Regions from separate parts of the Mus musculus genome. Here region 2 is linked to region 1. Evidence: chromatin contacts called from public HiChIP or PLAC-seq data. All regions are on one chromosome and are shown on one strand. Each heading gives the region's core, a stretch centred on a gene start, on an enhancer-like site or on the middle of the called end of the contact. The rest is flanking DNA. Distances are from core to core; before and after follow the strand shown.

What was found. HiChIP or PLAC-seq counts read pairs in DNA pulled down with a chosen protein or histone mark.
Region 2: a contact with region 1 is called in an H3K4me3 HiChIP or PLAC-seq map of embryonic basal ganglia, with 3 times the contacts expected there. The contact joins two enhancer-like sites. A contact is called at or near these places in 1 of 39 promoter capture datasets (hippocampal neurons) and 4 of 115 datasets of contacts at active chromatin or transcription factors (astrocytes, embryonic basal ganglia, embryonic forebrain and 1 more).

The regions. Positions count from the first base shown.
Region 1 is chr6:135,556,043-135,562,260 of GRCm38.p6, forward strand. The region is part of intron 1 of Gm25136 (a long non-coding RNA gene); the gene reads left to right. Among named protein-coding and RNA genes, the nearest start is that of Gm25136, 33 kb to the left of the region's middle. Within about 2 kb of position 3,764, at least 97 of the 459 cell types and tissues checked have an H3K27ac peak or open chromatin away from gene starts, as enhancers often do. A contact at or near this core is called in embryonic basal ganglia and hippocampal neurons, where this site is marked.
Region 2 is chr6:136,163,404-136,169,621 of GRCm38.p6, forward strand. All of the region lies in intron 3 of Grin2b (glutamate receptor, ionotropic, NMDA2B (epsilon 2)), which reads right to left. Among named protein-coding and RNA genes, the nearest start is that of Gm26653, 6.5 kb to the right of the region's middle. Within about 2 kb of position 2,523, at least 24 of the 459 cell types and tissues checked have an H3K27ac peak or open chromatin away from gene starts, as enhancers often do. A contact at or near this core is called in embryonic basal ganglia and hippocampal neurons, where this site is marked.

The DNA of each region.
Region 1 (6,218 bases), core at 2,514-5,013:
AGTAAAACCCTAACTCAGACACTCCCCTTGCCACAGCCTCATCTCCATGAAATTCTCATGGCTTTATGTGATCTTTTACAGCATCACATTAAATGCTAGAAGTATTCCATTGTATACTGCATTTCTCTCTGCTCCCTCAGCCTTTGTGTGTGTCTGAGTCTGTATGTGTCTCTCTGTGTGTCTGTATATGTATGTGTGTCTGTGTGTATCTATGTGTCTGTGTGTGTCTCTCTGTGTATGATTATGTGTGTGTGTGTCTTAATAACAAAGCTGACTTTATTTACCAGCTCTTCTCCAAAGGAAATCAAAAGCTCCCCCAAAACCTTGGACTTGTGAGCAGACAGCAGAGCCTGAACAGAAATGGGATATTCCAAATTAAGTGATGCTGATCCCACAGACAGTTTTAAAAGTGGAGCAATGAAAGTATTGTTGAAACAAATGGCCCTTGTCCCTGCTACTCACTTGGGGACAGCGGTTATCCAGAAATGGAAATTCTGGCTTTGTTCATGTGAATGCTTGACTGAGAATAGCCTCCATAGTTTTGTACATTTGAACTTTTGGTTCTCCATTTGGTGGACTTATTTTGGAAGAATTAGAGGCCGTGGTCTTGTAGGAGGAGGTACGCCATATGCCATAAGGTTGGAATCTGAGCTTTCAAAACCTCCCTATATCTCACCCTATATATCTTCCTTCTGCTTGTGGTTCAGGATGTGAGCTCTCAGCTATTCCTCCAGCCATGCTTTCTGCCTCTATCATGGATGGACTCTAACCCTCTGGTTAGCCCAACGAAATGCTTTCTTTTCATAAGTTGCCTTGGCCATGGTGTTTCATCACAGCAACAGAAAGGGAGCTAAGACAATTTATAAAAGACACCAGACATGCTGCCTAGTAGCCTCATCTTAGATGGTGAGGGTAACAAGGCTAGAGAAAATCAAGAGTGTGGAGATGAGGCCTGGGTATCAAACGGCATTGAGAACAGGAGTAGGTCTGTCTAAGAACTTTGAGGCACGCAGCTCCCATAATGAACAGATGAATACAGGATACTCACAGAGATGAGCATGGTGCCCTAGGACAGGGCTTTTTAATTTTCTACTTGTGATCCTCCTTCCCCTGAGAATTTCTTGGGTGTATAGGAACATAAAATAGGAATACAGGGCTGGGGATATGGCTCAGTGGATGAGGCCCCATAAAGCATGTAGAGGTGGGATGAATAGTGTGATTGTCTATAGTGACAGTGATCCTATGGGGAGACAGAAAGTAGAGACCGAATCCCTGGTAGCCCTGTGCCAGCCAGTTTTTGAAAACATAAGAAAGAGACCCTGTCTCCCAAGGAGATGGAAGGTGAGGAGAGAGAGCTGATATTATCATCTGACTTCCACATATGCTGTACTTGCCTGCATGCACGCACATGAATACATGCACACACACAGATGCATGCACATACACAAATGCATGCACACACATATTGTACATATAAACAAAAGGTGTATGAATCAAATATTTGCTCATAATAAATCAAGAGACTATCTTGAAACAGTTATTTGATATGCATGTAATTTTACTATTTGTTAAGGACAAAAGGCAAATTTGCATATGAATGAAATGGGTATGTTTGTTGGTCTAGTGCAATATGATGCAAAGACATACTAATTTGATGCTTACTTGCTGAGAAATGATAGTCTGAAAATATTAAAAGACATTATTTTCCATAATTAAACCATTATGCTTCTATAAGAACAGGAGATTTTGCATGCATGGTAAAAACACTGCATTTCATCCATATTGCAGGCTCAGATTTGAGTTGGAGGGTGTCAAAGTATCACTAGTTTGTGGGGCATGGTATGAAGGAAGGCATGTGCACATGGGCATGCAGTGTTCAGGACCAAGGCTGCAATGAAGTTGTGTGATGTAACATGGGTGATGGACTCATTACACATTTAATTTTCAATTGACTCAACCCCCTTTTCTTTTTCCTCTGACATCTACTGACGCAACTCCTTGTCAGGCCATGACCCAAGTTTGAGAATTTTGTTCTAGGACACAGCCAAGCAGGTGGCTTGTGGAATAACACTCTGGACCAGGGGCATAGGAAGGAAGTAGAAGATTCAAGATTCTCCCTAAAATAATTAGAAGAGAGAAACCCATCCAGATGAAGAAATTTAATCCAACCAGATGCAGGAGGGACATCCTACCCAGTGAGAAGCCAGGTAGAGGATTGGGTGCCAAGTAATTCTTTAGCTTTGGTGGAACTTGTGGTTGGTGCATGGAAAGAGGTCGGTTACAGGATACCACACACACATACACACACACATACACACACACACACACACACACACACACACACACACACACACACACACCAGCTCCAGGAAAGGGGGTTGGCTTTGGTCTCAGAGTCTTTTTTTTTTTTTTTTTGTCATGACAGTGTCATCTTAAGGTCTGGGTAACCCTGCCTCCTCCTCCCAGGCTTGCTCCTTGGAGGTCACTAAACAGTCTACTCTTGCCATTCCACAGGGAGGGAGAGGTCTTGGTTCCCCCTGCCCAAAGAATGACCTTGCTCACCCATTCACCTAGAGCACTGTGGTCAGTCACATTTTATATCTGAAACAGACCCCATGGTGGAAAGAGCTCCAGGGTTGTTCCAGCACTTTCGCTGGCTTCTTGCCATGATCATACTCAAGGGCTCCATAGAAATAGAATTCTGAAGATGTGGATCAGCCTTACAACCACAGTGAAGCACAAGAAAGATCAAAACAGAGCGTGTCTGATGTAGATGTTGTCAGATTGGCCCTCAGTCTGAAACCTTAATGGCTGGAAATATCTTTCCTAAGTAGCTTCCAAACACTACTATTTGCAACTCATCGGTCTCTATAACTAAGGCCTTGATGACTGCTCTATTCAAAGGGGACCCAGGTGCCACACCAGTAAATGGCATATAAATGTGACTGAGGGCAGGTGTTGAAGGTTTCTAAGGGCAGGGAAGGTTGAGCGGGTGTTGACAGGAAGATGAGCACAATGGGGGTTATGTATAGGAAGGCCTGTCACAGGAAGCTGCTATCTCCTCCTCTTCTTCCTTCTCCTTTCCTCCTCTTTCCTCTCCTCCTCTCATTTTTCCTCTTCTCTCTCCTTCTCTCCCTCCCCCTCCTCATTTTCTTTGTGACATTGTTGACAGAACTAGGGCATCCCACATACTGGCCCAGTGGTCCACCAGGTTTTCAAAACAAGGAGTTTTTATTTTGAGGTAAGTTTTCATTAAAGAGCCCAGGATGTCTTGAACTTGCTGTCCTCCTGCCTCGGCCTCCTAAGCACTCATGGTTACCAGTGTGCATCACTAGGCCTGGCTGCTTGTCTTTGGTTTTACTTGTTCAGCTCAGGTTCAGTGGGAAGAAAGAAGAGCCCACATTAGTAAGCTCAGATGCCTTCAGTCCCTGACCGCAGGCAGAGGCTGGGAACTGCCCTTGGCCTAGGCTTCAGCGTCAATGTTTTCAGACCCATCTGGGAGGCTTTGTTGCTGACTCAGGCCTGCGCTAATGGAGTGCTGGCTCTCCTGGATCCCACCCAGAGACTTTCCTACCCCCACTAGTCAGCAGTGCCCTATACCAGCAAATGTACAGGGAACAGGTGCCTGGCCCTCTGTACTGCCTGTCCTGGCAAGCTGGGAGTCTGGCTGGCACGGTGCCCAGCTCATTTCCAAGAGCTGCTAGCTAGATATTTACTGGGAGGGAGTCTTGGCAAGAGGAGGCAGCTGGGCAGAAATGCTGCCCGGGCCCTTTCACCCACTGCACTGTGGCAACACAGGTTTAATGCCCTGGTGGAGTTTGGTTTATGACACTATATTGGCGAGCTTATTCCTCAGGCTGCTCCTAGTAGAATAACCGTAGCGAAGTCATGCGGCACCTCCATCACTAGAGGCAAGACGGAATGCTCATTATATTTCCCTAACTCGAAAGCGGGGGGAAATTTGATTTATTTTAGAGCTAATCCATCACCCTCTGGCGCCCTTTCAAGACAGGCCTTGGGCATAATTGCAGGATCTGGAGAACGGAGAAGTCAAGTCCAATTTATTCCATTAACGTTTTAAAAAACATTTAATTACGATAAAAACTGAAAAGCATTTAATATGAACAGGACCAGAGTTTTATCTTCTCCGAGTGTTCATCCCACCAATCATTGTCTTCCTGCTGTCGCTGGCACGTTATAGCTTCATTCACCGACTTTGATGGTTCCCAGGAGCTAGGGGGCCTAGCTGGCTGTGGCCAGGAACACAGATGTGGGATCTGTTTTGTTCACTACCTCTCTGTGGTCCCAAATCCATCCTTTCCTTTCTGAATGGTCAGTATATTTTCTTTCCTCTTCTTTTCCCTAGGCGGAGAAAAGGGGAAGGGCAGCCGGGGAAGGTCAGGGTAGGTGCTCTGAGCAGGACCCTAGTCAGTGCTTGACACTCTGCAGCTGTGGGAGACTCGCAGCCAGGTACACAAAATTTGAAGAAGGAGGTTAAGTGTGGAGGCACAGTATTTTGTAAGATTTCTTCATACTTATTTTTGTAAAGAACCTCAGAGTTGGTTCAAGACACCCCCAAAACAAACTCTCAGCACAAAATAGATTTATTTGTCCTGGAGGGACAAAGGGCAGAGAATAAGAGATGAAGACAGGAGCTAGAAGATGAGGGAGAGGGGGGTAGAACTATTTGTCCCCCAGTGGGATAAAGAGCTCCCTCTAGATAGAGAAGAGACAGACATGGCCCATAGTCAGATGATGGGTTTTAAAGATAAAGCAGGAAACCCTGTGTTAAGATGAGTTGTTTAATTGTAATTGGGCATGTTAGTTGTGGGGCCAAGGGGAGTTTTTGATTGCTGGACTTCAATATTTTGATAGCTGGATCTTGGTAGTCCGTCTCAGGAGGAGGAATTGACCAAATAAGGGGATAGATCTTGGTAGGTAGCTTTAGGGACGTCATCTCATGGTTTTTAGCAAGGCAGAGGGAATGGGGGAGAAGGACAAGGCCTGACAGAGCCATGTTTGTCATGTCCCAGCTGCCTAGAGACTAGGTATTGATTTCACTCTTAATTTATTATTGGATTGTGGAGGGCAGACTAACAGCCCCCCCCCCCAAAAAAGATGTCCATCTCCTGGTCCTCAAGATCTGTCAAATTAGGTGCTTCACTCAATTCAAAGAGAATAAAGGTCCAGGTGGTTTCAAATCCATTCTCTTCAGGACAGGGATCATAAGCTCCATTCTCTAGGCAGGCTGTTGCATTCGGATGGATTAGTTTTTGCTTTTGTTTTGCTGGCCCTGGGGGTTGAACCTAGGACTTTATGTATATCAGGTAAATGCTCTTTCATTACACTATATTCTTTTCCCCACTCTGGGCCTTCTGCTCTCTTTTATAAACAGGTTACACAGAATACCTGGTCTTGGACATGCATCCATCCTGCGTCAGCCTCCTGAGTAGATGGACTTACAGTCCTGTGCCACCAGTCCTGGCTATAGTGACTCTTAAACATGCAAGAAGCAGAGGACAGGCTTCTTGCGAGTTGTATGAAGACTCAGTCTTCCTTTGTTACCTATAGGGACAAGGGGAGGTGGCTCAAGCCAGGAATGGTGGGATCTAGAGCAGGATAAGTCAGCAGAGTGAGGCTCTGCAGATCACAGGCCACACCCTGGTCTTAGCCCGTGGGACTTGGGTTGGGATCCACATGTAGAGAACTACAGGATACTAAGTCTGGGTTTTACCAAAATCAGCTCACAGGACTTGGGAACTTGTCCTGGTAAGTCACCACCACTGGCAAAACATTTGTTTCTGAGCATCTGCCAGAGGCATTGTGTTGGGAACCTGGCCATTGCCTGCAATGAGCCCAGAGAAGATGCTATAGCTTAGTGCTCATGGAGGGTCTGGACAGGAAGGGATTCTGAGACCTGGGTGGAGCTGCTCAGCCACCTACACTTCTACCAGAATAAACTGGGAGAGTTTCCGTTAAGGTCTCTGAGCTCTGTAGATTACAATAGCTACAATAATGCTGCATTATAGCTGCTATGAAGAGTAAGTTAATATTTTCAGATACATGTAACCACGCCTGGCATAGAGAAAAGAACGTTACTTATTATCTGTCTTTATTGTTGCTATTTTCAGGAAAGAATTCAGGGACAAAATATACTTTAGGGAGGGGCGAGGTTGGCTAATGAAATAATCAAGCACTTCCTCTATATAAACTATGTG
Region 2 (6,218 bases), core at 1,273-3,772, 610 kb after region 1:
CCTTCCTGGGAGTTTTCTTTGAATGGTTTAGGGTCACATGATGATGATTCTTTTTTGGTTGCTCAGCTTTTAAAATTTGTTTTCAGTTCAGCTCTGATGCAGAACGAAGGCTAACAAAGGCTAAGGAAGGATGTAAGGTTGTATCGCCCCCGTTACTGGGTGAGGAGTCTGAGACCCAGAGCTGAAGTTTTACACACAGTCGTGAAGCAAGGAGCAGCACAGACACAAATATAAATTTCTCCCCCAAGACCACCTGCTCAGTCATCTGCTGGATAATGAGACTGAACCCCACAAAGACGCCTGACTTACAAAGGGGGTGACCTGTGCTCCCAAGATCTGTGGCGCAGTAAGTGCCCATCACTGGCTAACTCAAGGTTTATCCTCTGCAAGTGAAGCACGAATTTAAGATTCATTGTGCAGACCTACTGTTCACACACACACACACACACACACACACACACACACACACACACACACGCTGCTTGTGATTGTCAGCATTGTGTGTGTTGTTCATCTCTGGACCAGACATGTACATACACACACACACACACACACACACACACACACACACACACAAACACACAGAGACACAAACAGACACACAGACACACACACAGAGACACACACATACACAAACACACACACACATACACAAACACACACACACACACACACATACAAATCAAGGCTACACTGGATCTAAATTGTATAACCTTTCAATGCATCTCACATTTGATGTGTTTAGTGATTCAGGCCAGTGTTCAGAGTAGGTAAGTCACCGCACCTGCAGTATGTTTGGTGTTGGTGAAGAATTAGCGTGTGTGTGTTCTGATCTCTAGCCCAGACGCTGTAATGTATATGAGCAGATCATGGCATAATAAGGGGGGAGTCTTACTTTAGAAAGCTTGGTCACTTTCACAGAGGCAAGGGAACTGTGGGAAGGGAGGATTAAAGATGCCATGTAAACCCTAGGAATGGTTCTTCCCCACTTTGCTAATAATACAATGCTTTTAAACAACAGTATTTCACTAAGTCCCATGACTCAAAAGAAATAAAAATCTCCTCATTTCCTAAAATAATCCACCCAGTTAAAGTGCTGAGAGGGTCTACAAAAAGAAGAATGAGAACTTGAAACTTGGCATTGAAAAAACAGAATTATGAATTTGCAGTCCTAGTGGGCCAGTGATCAGAGACTACTTGGGGGAGAATGAGCAGGGGTGGGAGGAGGAGGCCAGAGTAGGAGCATGTGTGGAGACACACACTGGCCTCACCACTCTGTCCTTTGGAGGTTTTTCTTTCTCTTAAGCATCCATCCCCAAGGAAGGACAAGGCCAATCACTTCTCTCTTTTTCCTGATCTGCTATTCCTTGGGTCCAGCCGAGCCTCTGCTCTACCCCATCCTCAACTAACCAGAGAAAGAATAGCTTATTGCTCTGTTTCTATTCCCTGCCCCTCCAGTCACCTTAGAACACACGACCTTTAAGTCAAGATATTTATTCACCCCTGTATCTTCATTCCCACCATACTCTTTATGTGAAATGGACCTTAAAAGTGTCTCCAGAATGAAATCTAGTCCTGGTGGCACTTGCCTAAAATCCCAGCCACTAGGGACGTTAACAGGGGAAGATCATGAGTCCAAAGCCATTGTAGACTACAGAATAAATTCAAGACCACCCTGAGTACTTGGCCTCAAAAACAGAAGTGTTTTAAATGAGTGGGAGACATACATAGGACATGCATCTTGGTGCTGAAGTGCTTATCTTACCTAGTATACATACACAAGGTCCTAGGTTGAATCCCCAATACTGCAAAAATTAAAATTAAAAGAAATCTTCAGACCAAGCTTAATAATAAGCTTTTCCTAATAAAATTAATAAATTTCACCACGTACAGAGAGATGGGGAGAGTGGGGAATGGGGACTAGAAATAGATGAAATACAACTTAGCAAAGAATCCATTCAAATTCATCTTTCCTTAAGCACCCATGTGACAGTTTAACCAAAAGGTGACCGAGATGTCACCCATCATCCCTACATCCAGGCATCCCTCAAAGTAAAAATATCTACAATATCAGGCCACTCCAATAAGGCAACTAAAATGTGTCATGGAGTGCCTGAGAATAATGGGCACCTCTGTTCTCCTCGCCCCTCTGTGCTGCTACAGAAAGCTGCTAGCGGATGAATGGTGCGGCACTCTACCTCACTACTCAAGAAACACATGGGGCCCGGCTGGTCCTTCATTCCAAGTAGCCTGGCCTGGGCTGGGATCCAGCTCTTTCCTTGGACACGAATCAGCTAACAGCTGTCCCTTTCTTTGTAATGGCCATCAATAAAGTTAGTTGCAATCCAGTGGTCTAAAATGAAAACTACATCATTTGCTCATTCTAGAGGCAAGTCTAACAAACCGGGTGAGGATTCATTAACTGTAGACTCGCCAAAGCAGAAATTAGAGAGCCTCAGCCCTCCCTCTACCCTGGTCCTTTGTGGTCAGAGTCTCGGAGCTAGGGAACCAGCACAGTCCTGCTCTGGTCCTCAGGGATGCAAGACAGGAGGATGGGTGTCTATAGCAGCCTGACTATAGCAGCCAATGCATTCTCACGGAATGGCTTGTCCTTCCTTGCCTCCAAAACTCTTGTTTGTTCTTCAAGAAACAATTCAACCACCAACTCCTTCCATGAATCCCTCCAAACCTCTTCCCCACCAACTTGCATTGAAAGGTCTTAAATAAGTGAAGGTTTCTTCACCCTGTGTCCTTGAAGACCTCCAGGATATAGCTTATCTGCTACTGCAATATGAAGAGCCAATTCTTTTTCATAGCTTGATTAATATTGCCTTTTTATCAAGTATTTATTGAATAATTGAACAGAGCATAAAACATACAGATAAATGAAATAAGGCAATTGCTGTGTGCATGAGAAAAGATAAATGGATGTTAATAAGAAATAAACTAAGAAGCAGGAGAAAATGAGAAGACAATCCATTATAAGAAAGCCCAGAAATAAGAAGGTATAGAGGAAACAAAAAAAGGGGTACTTGAGTAGAAGAATTATAAACAAAAAAAGTAGAATAAACGGATAAAATTAAACATATTTTTTCTGATTAGAAAAAAAAATAATCAAAGCAGAGATGCTGTGGATGCCACAAGATTTAATGAAGAGATTAGGCATTAACTATGATGGTGCTCAGATGTATAGTGGGTGTGGACCTGAACCTGGTCATACAAGAACTCTGACATGCTAAACTTGAATATCAGGTCTCACCAAAAACCTATCAAATCAGGATGTGCATTTTAATAGCACCCCGCAAGCCCCCATGACTTCTGTATGCAATAAAGTTTGAGATGGAATGATGTAGATATGCAAAGTGCACAAACAATCCCCAGTTCTCACTACCATCAATGGTGGATAGCAGGAAACGTCAGCATTAAGGAGCTACATAACCTTGGGACAATCACTTCCCCAGATCTCAGCTTCTTCATCTATGGGATGAGGACAGAGTAGTTGCCTACTGAGTTTCGAGTTCTTGATTACATCTCCCAGCATACCATTACCTCATTCTATACCATCAGGCAAAAAATAAATAAATAAAAAATAAAATAACAAAAAGCACCTCTGACTGATAAACACTGTGCATCCTGTCCCAGCTCATTCTCCCAGGGTTATCCCGCATCTATCAGATGCCTGTCTCTGCGTTGAGTACAAATGATTCCAAGATGAATACACATCTCTCCCTGCCCTTGGGGAGCTCGTGAGCTTCTGGGAGAAGGAAGAAGGACGCGTAAATAAGAGAAAGCAAAGGGGTCTTAGAACTTCAAATACATGCTAGTAAAACACAGAGAGGGCAAACAACCACACTGCTGGGAGCAGTGAGGAAGAGCTGTTACCAGGAGACAACAAAATCATTTGAGTTCTTCCCTGCCAACCTCAGCTGACAGGGCTAGAGAGTGACAGGATAGAAAAAAGGTACCGGAACACCAAGCAAAGCAAAGAAGGCCCCTGAGCACACCTCTCTGGTCTACACATCCTGAGAAGTTGACCCACCAGATGGGCAGGTGAATCGGGCTAATAGTCACAGACAGTTAACATCTCCACTGCATCTAGACCTCAGAAACCAGAAACCTACCTCCTCCGAGTTCTGTGTGCTCCCTCTACTGACTGTGCTCAGTTCTTAGCATCTTCAGCCTCCTGGAAGACAATACCAATTCAACCACTAATCTCTCCCTGGAGGTTTCTTCTATGGTTACAAAGAAGAGAGGCACTTTAATAAATGTAAACAATTCATTACACCAGCAACTCTTTTGATCTATATTTGTTTACATAGGAACAGTGCAGTAGTTCCCAACCGAGTACAGGGTCACGGAGACTAAAAACGGGGTTCACTGAAGGATGTAATCTCTAGGATTCTTAAGGACTGTAAAATGGCAAGGAGAAAGAAGGCAATCTTAAATTTGGCAGCCCCTACTCTTGACCCCCATCAAGATACCAAGGATGAGCTGAGAGGTCATTTGCTATCATCACCGTTCAAGAAGCAGGCCGTCATTTGGAACACCTGCATCCAACCTCCACAATGGTGAGGCCATCCCTGGATTCCATCTCTTGTGTGGCTCTAGGTGTTGATTTGAGGTCATAGTTTCTTCATGTTCAACTTCCTTTCCCCCTGCTTCCTTCTGTGTTTCACAGCCCCCAAGTATTCACTAAATGTTTACAGTAGCTGGCCAATACTGGTGAAGATGTTACCTTCATTAGATCCTTGAAGAAACCCTGCCCTTGGGTTTACCACAGCCATAAAGGAGATGAAAAATACATCTTAAAGCTTATGATAGGCCGCAGAATCCACTCAGTCCTGATTCTCCCCCCACCAAACACCAGTCACTCATTACAGCAGCCAACTTTTATCGTGTCTCTCTCAAAGGTAGCCATTGCCCCTCCCCATGCAAGCCTACGTGGAAGTTGAAGGTCTGAGAAAATGGCTGAGTTCTAAAGCCATTCTTTGGGAGACAGAAGCACAGAGACAAGACCCCTTGTTGTTCACCCTCCCTCCAGAGGAAGTCGCTCTTCTTAACCAGTCAAAAAACAAAAACCAACCAAACAAACAAACACACCTGGGGAACAAAGTAGTGACAAAAAGAACTTTTCTCTCCTCTCCTCTCCTCTCCTCTCCTCTCCTCTCCTCTCCTCTCCTCTCCTCTCCTCTCCTCTCCTCTCCTCTCCTTTCTGCGATTCTCCTTACTTGTACTCTCTGCCTACATCCACCCCTGACAAAGATCACACACCATCAGTAGCAGAACAAGAATCTGCAGGTGGGCAGGCTTCCTAGAGCTGGAACCAACAAGAGAGACAAATTAGACAATTCTCTGGCATGCTCTGCTTCTGTCCCTGCACACTAGCCCCTGGAATGTCACTCCTTCCCCAGGTCCACCCTGCACTAGCATACCTAGAGCACAGAAATCGAGCCACATGTGGCTCACTCCCCTTAAAACCACATCCTTAGCCCTGCTTTCCTGGGAAGTCATAGTTTCCTATTGATGTTTCCTTAATTACAGACCACAGAGGCTCTTTCATTGCTGTCGAATGTGTTCTTCTTCATCCCACCAGTCTCACCACTCCCCATGTTGCCCATGCCACAAGGGTGAGGGCAAAAAGCAAGGAGATGAAAGGAAACCCATTCAGTGATAAGAAGCAGAGAGCTACAACAACAAACCCAGGAAGGCCCAGAATGCCACCAAGTCAAGCAGCATGGGCACTGCTCATGATGACAGGTCACAACAGAGTCCTCAAAATGGCTTGGAATACCAAAAAGCTGCAGGCCACCTGTGGCAGTGCCTCCTTGATACCTGACAAGTCTTTCCCAACTGGATCGCCTCTCTTTTCTCTCTATCTTTCTCGGCCCCTTTGACTTCTCTTCCTCTGTATTCTACTCTTTAATGTCTTCTCCTTTGCCCAGTCCTTGGGCCAACCGATGACAGCTTAGCACTTGAGTGCATCTTGCTGGCATGCATGGTTGAGACCCTGCCCAAAGTCTCCCTATTGATTTTATCACCAAAGAACATTGATTTTTTTTTATCACCAAGGTCCTACTCAGTTGCAGAACACTATCACAGGCAACTGTGATGCAATAGTGGCCACATGCCCTGTGGATAGCCACCTCTCCTCGTCCACTCGTGTATACAAACTCTCCGCACATTGAGCTGGCATCCTCACTCATTCCTCTGTTCTATTT